Linked DNA regions of Mus musculus: region 2 is linked to region 1. Evidence: chromatin contacts called from public Hi-C data. All regions are on one chromosome and are shown on one strand. The core of a region is the stretch at or near the end of the contact, and the rest is flanking DNA. Distances in the headings are between cores, read along the strand shown. Region 1 has its middle 54 kb from the start of Gm39400. Region 2 overlaps Gm31409 (a long non-coding RNA gene).

Region 1 (2,703 bases), core at 183-2,682:
AGATAGAAGGAATAGTGATTGCCCTCATAAAGGAAGTACATAGCATGTGTGTTGGCTGCCTCTTTCATTTCCATCTGTTGAACTTTGTCAAATACATTTCTTCGTCTGAATGGCTCTGTGGGACAAATGGCTTCCTAAGAGACCTGTTCTCCTCGCAGATAGTTGAAGGAATTTTTCCCCATCTGTTTCTGTATTTTCTACAGTTCTGTGTTTACAAACAGAACATGGAGTCTGAGACCCTGTTCACCATAATTCTTGCCCTTTACAGCTTCTCTTATAGCCTTCAGCAGTACAGACTTACACAGACCTATCGCTGAAAGGTGGGTTTATGTGCTCAGATGTATCCCTCGTCTCTCCTGTTTGAAAATTTAAGCAGGAAATTTATAGGCTTTAAGTCCAAGTGCCCTACAGGGAGTCTTAACAGCCTTGCTAGTGTGATAGAAACATATTGTGCCTGTTTTTGAAGGGGATCTTGAGATTTTACTGTTTTATAAATTAAAGAAAGGGGCAGATATCATAAATTTATGCTGGAATTCAATAACTGTTACCAAAACCACATCTTATATAAGAGAGGGCTTGTCTTGTCAGGAAACAAAAACTATACATTTTCTCTCCACAGGTTAAAAGAATGTACTGACTGGATTAGTACTGACTTCTCTTACATTGGTTACAGGGAAGAACTGTGTTCTTATTTTGTGTATGGGTCCATTTATTTCATAAGTTTTGAACCTGGCATTTAGGAAGGGAGAATGCATATAAAGTTCCTTCAAATGTCAACTGACTTATAGCCCGAGAAGGTTTGGGTCATTTTTTTCCCATCTTTGAAACACAGTGTCTCTTTGACAGTTTATTTTTATTTACTTATTTATTTTTATTATTGTCATTGTTGCTGCTGCTCCTAGGTTAGAAGGGAGCTTCTTGGGTACAGGAGGAGGCCAGTAGGATGGGGGTAGATTTTGAAGACACAAAATTGACCCTAAGCTTTCCAAAGAACAATATGTATCTATATTATTTTTCTTGCATATATATATATATATATATATATATTTTTTTTTTTTTGGTCACGAACCAAAGTTTGACACATTACTACTCTAGTTCTATCTGTATTTCCTTTGGGCCCTCTGCTGTCTGTTCGCTGTTTATGGTTTCTTTCTTTCTGTTATTTTGACATGAGCCCAAGTGACTTCTATTAGGTAATATCTAACTTTCAAATGATCAAAAAAATTACTTCTTCACACTTTAATAATTTGCTTCTGACTTCCACACATGAAATAGTCACCAGTCTTAATGTCTTTATGGAAGACTATTATCACCATAGGTTCTTACATATAAATTATTTCCACTACTAATTTTTGAGCGGGGTGGGTGGTGAACTATTCTTTCTAATCCAAGCAGAACTGCCTGGCAGTGGTCGCTCCTTTCTTGTTCTCTGGTGCATTTGACTTTGGTCTGCGCATTATTCTTTCATGCCCTCTAATGGCGGCCTGAGGAAACTCTTAACAGAAACAATTCCAAGAAATTAAGCTTACAAAAGTAAGAGATCACTTAGAGTATTTAGGAGAAAGGACATTCACATGACAGGCATTATTGCTGTGGGAAAAGACCATATGTTCATATATTGAGCTTCTGAGAACAGATCTTTGGTTGGCTTAACATGTTTTTTAAGCAATTGTTTGATTGGTGTGATTATTTTGAAAATTCTATTTGTAGTTGTTTTTAAAATTCTGTGATTCTTTTTTCTCTAAGAGGTAGGTAGATATTTTTCAAAAGTGTCCTTTTGCTTTGGAATTTGCAAATATGCATTTGTGTTAGAGCAACACATGGATGGATGGGTGTGCCGTCGAATCCATCAACACTGTGCTGTTACTACAAGGTGAGGTTGAAAGGAGTACGAAGGCTCAAGCTTATTTCTTTAGAGGATTTACCTTGTCTGTGATGTTAATATGCCCCTGACACTGGATGTCTAGAGGAAAGCTAGTAAAATTGTCCAGGTCTCAAATAGCATAGCTCCATACAGGAAGTTCACTTTCAAGTTTAAAAGGCCTTGGAGAAAGATTTCACATTTTCTCACCACATCTTTCAAATGTGCTTTTTATCAGCTGGTTCCAGCTACTCAAGACAAACAGGTGCTTTTGTTGTAGATGTTATTTTTTTTCAGTCTTGAATTTCCTTTCTTTCCTATTTATTGTCCTCATTCTCTTCATTCTGCTTTATTTCTTCTTCCAGACTGTTGCCTTCTCTTCAGTTATGGCTGTTTGGATTCAGTGCTGGCCCCAGTTCTTAATCTTGCTATAAAACAGGCTGGTGTATCTTTTCAATGACTTGTCTGGAGAACTTTTGTAAGATGGCCTCCACAAATTATTCTCTGACCAAACTTTATTACCTTTTGGATTTACTAAAACTAATACTTACAAGTATTCCTGCATCTCGATAACATTTATATAATATGATAAAAATATATTTCTCAAGATTTTTTTTTTATAAAATGTCAAAACTGAAAAAAAAAAAGAAACAGACAAAACAAAACAAAACAAAACTGTCCAAAGTGGGCTGGGGTGATATCTAAGGAGTTGATAACACTTGCTGCTCTTGGAGAGTTTGATTACTGTCTTCCACACTAGGTGGATTACAATTGCCTCCAACTGTCCCCTCCCACTCGACCAGCAAGAAAGATGCAACCACTAGTTCTTCTTAATGAAGTTT
Region 2 (2,736 bases), core at 111-2,610, 300 kb after region 1:
GCTCAGTAGAAGAGTAATTGCCTAGCACGAATGAAGCTTTAGGTTCCTTACAACAAAGAGCAAAAGAAAATATACATTTGGTAAGTAAACATAATTTTCTTTTCAATTTTAACAGCAGACAAACCTTCAAGTTTTATGAATTCTGGATATGAGGAAGCTATTCTGTGATAGAGTCCAATCTTTCATCTCATTTCTATCTTTGAATTAAGTCATTTTGTTACTTCATGAATATTTGAATTAAATATTTTTGTAGTCATAGTTTCCATCTTTTAATTATTATCATCTAATTAATAGTTAATCCCTGTTAATATATTAATATATAATCCCTGTTACTAAATATAATATTAGTATATAAGCATACTTTCTCCCAAATTAGCACCATATTTCCTTTATATTTTTCTACTCTTTTTTTCCACTCTTCATTGGACACTCTCTTTTTGTTTGTTTGTTTGATTTTTGTTTTGTTGTTGTTGTTGTTGTTGTTTGAGACAGTGTTTCTCTGTATAGCCCTGGCTGTCCTGGCTCACTCTGAAGACCAGGCTGGCCTCGAACTCAGCAATCCTCCTGCTCTTCCTCCCAAGTGCTGGGAATAAAGGCATGTGCCACCTCTGCCCAGCTTCATTGGACACTCTTGTGCTTACTTGGTTGGTTCCTTTCTTTCATGGTATTTATATTCAAGTGGTAGGATATTTTAGCTGATTGATTTTAATTCTGTACTTACTTTCTAACTTAATGCTTCTAATATAGATCTCTATAAACAAAATATAGTTTTCACGTGCATTTTAGAAGTCTATCTTTGTTAATATTCTTTGTTAACATTTGGGGTCTCATTATGCAGCCTTGGCTGGCCTGGAGTTCACAGTGCAGACCTGGCTGGCCTTGAATTCACAGAGATTTTCCTGCCTCTGCTTCGCTGATATTGGGATTAAAAGCATGAAGCACCATGCCTGGCTTTCTTTGTTAATATTTGATTTGCTTATGTATGACTTTTCTATTGTTCCTTTTTTGTTGTTGTTGATATGATGACGCAAGAGAGGTATTATCAAATAGGTACATGCATCAGAAAGTAATTTTAATATAAGCATGTCATTTTTATTGTTGTAAAAATTACATAACAACATTTTATTGACTGTGTTTCTGGCTTTAAATGTACATATGATTTGTTTAAATGCCCACAACTGTCTAGCCATTGGTTAATCTATGTATCAGTTTATTTTTTCTGCTTTTGCTTTGGTAAGATCTCATAGCCCAGACTAGCCTCCATTTTTATATGTAGCCAATCTGAGCTTGACCTCCTGGTCTAACAGCCTCTATTCCCCAGATTCATAGGCATATGTAACCACACCTGGCCTTTTGCATACCAAATTAACTGACCAAGTCAAATTTGACTGCAATGAAAGTCCATGTGCATACGGGTGGTATTGTATGTATCATGGGGTGAATTTCAAATCCTCTCTGATGCTTCTGCACAGATTATTCTCAATGCTTGCGGTTATCATCCTTCTCCCCCTTGGTTGTCACCTATTCTTGAAGATCAGGTGAATTGAAGACCTCTTTGATAATTTCTCTTCTACTAACCAAATCTGTCAATGCAGAAGCTAGAAACGGTGTCTCTCTCTTTACTAACTAAAGCAAGGTACCATCACTTAATTTACTCTACTGCATTGTAATCATAATTCTCCCAGACTTGGCTTGAAGCAAGCATTCAGTATGTCTAGTGCTTGGCATGTACTAGCCACAGAACACTCAGCTAGCCAGATTTTATAAGAAACTTGGCATTTTTCCCTTCATATTCTCGGCAGATAATAATAATGATCATGCTATTTTTACTAGGGCATTACTGTATAGAATATTAATATGTAAAATTTAATTTATCTTATAACTGCAAATTGTTATATAATTTTTATACATTTTTAAAGTGAGTGAAAAATGAAGTCATAGATTGGTAAGTAAACTCAAGGTCACACAATGAGTGTCAAGGCCAATTTTATTACCAAGAAATTTCAATACTAGTGTGTGGATACTGAATATAGGCTTAATAAATCTGATGCAGGGTGAATAAATATCTACCAAAAGGCAGTAAAACATACATCAAATGTTTCAATGGTTATGAGGTTTTATGAATTTTTTTGGTATATATTGCTTTCATTGTTTATTCAAGAAGATCCACTTGTTAAAGCAGGATGGAGCCAAATAATTTCTTCAAAGATCTGTGGCAAGTTTTGTGATATTCGTATAGAGAAAAACAGGTATTTGCAATAGTTTTAATATTAAATTTTAGAAATAATTTGATAATATACAAATTGAATTTCTTCACATTGTGATACTGTATGCAAAAATGTAACAGTTCATTCATAATAACTTCAAATTGACATGATAAGGACACAAAAACTCACTTGGATTTCAGAGTAACATTGACTTATTCTTTGAATTTATATTGATCATTGAATCAATATTAAAATGCACTTTTGGTTTAGGTTATATATATATATATATATATAATTACAATTTGCAAAAAATAAAATAATTTAATTGGTTGCTTTTTTTACTGTTGATATTCTTTATAGAGATTTGAAATTCATTTTTATTTTTTCAACCATGTTAATCCCACATAAAGAAAAAAATGTCTTTTATATTCTAAAAATTTATTATGGATTTTTTTAAATATGGAAAAAGAGCAATTCAAATAAAATTTAAATCAATTTTTGATAAGCAATAAACTTGTTAATTAAATCA

The links. A called contact is a pair of places that touch in the nucleus more often than the background predicts.
Region 2: a contact with region 1 is called in a Hi-C map of cerebellum, with 4 times the contacts expected there. The contact joins two enhancer-like sites. A contact is called at or near these places in 2 of 484 Hi-C or Micro-C datasets (cerebellar granule neurons and cerebellum).

The regions. Positions count from the first base shown.
Region 1 is chr9:91,652,814-91,655,516 of GRCm38.p6, forward strand. No RefSeq gene overlaps it. Among named protein-coding and RNA genes, the nearest start is that of Gm39400, 54 kb to the right of the region's middle. Within about 2 kb of position 1,433, at least 4 of the 459 cell types and tissues checked have an H3K27ac peak or open chromatin away from gene starts, as enhancers often do. A contact at or near this core is called in cerebellum, where this site is marked.
Region 2 is chr9:91,955,726-91,958,461 of GRCm38.p6, forward strand. The region is part of intron 1 of Gm31409 (a long non-coding RNA gene); the gene reads right to left. Among named protein-coding and RNA genes, the nearest start is that of Gm31409, 4.1 kb to the right of the region's middle. Within about 2 kb of position 1,361, at least 2 of the 459 cell types and tissues checked have an H3K27ac peak or open chromatin away from gene starts, as enhancers often do. A contact at or near this core is called in cerebellum, where this site is marked.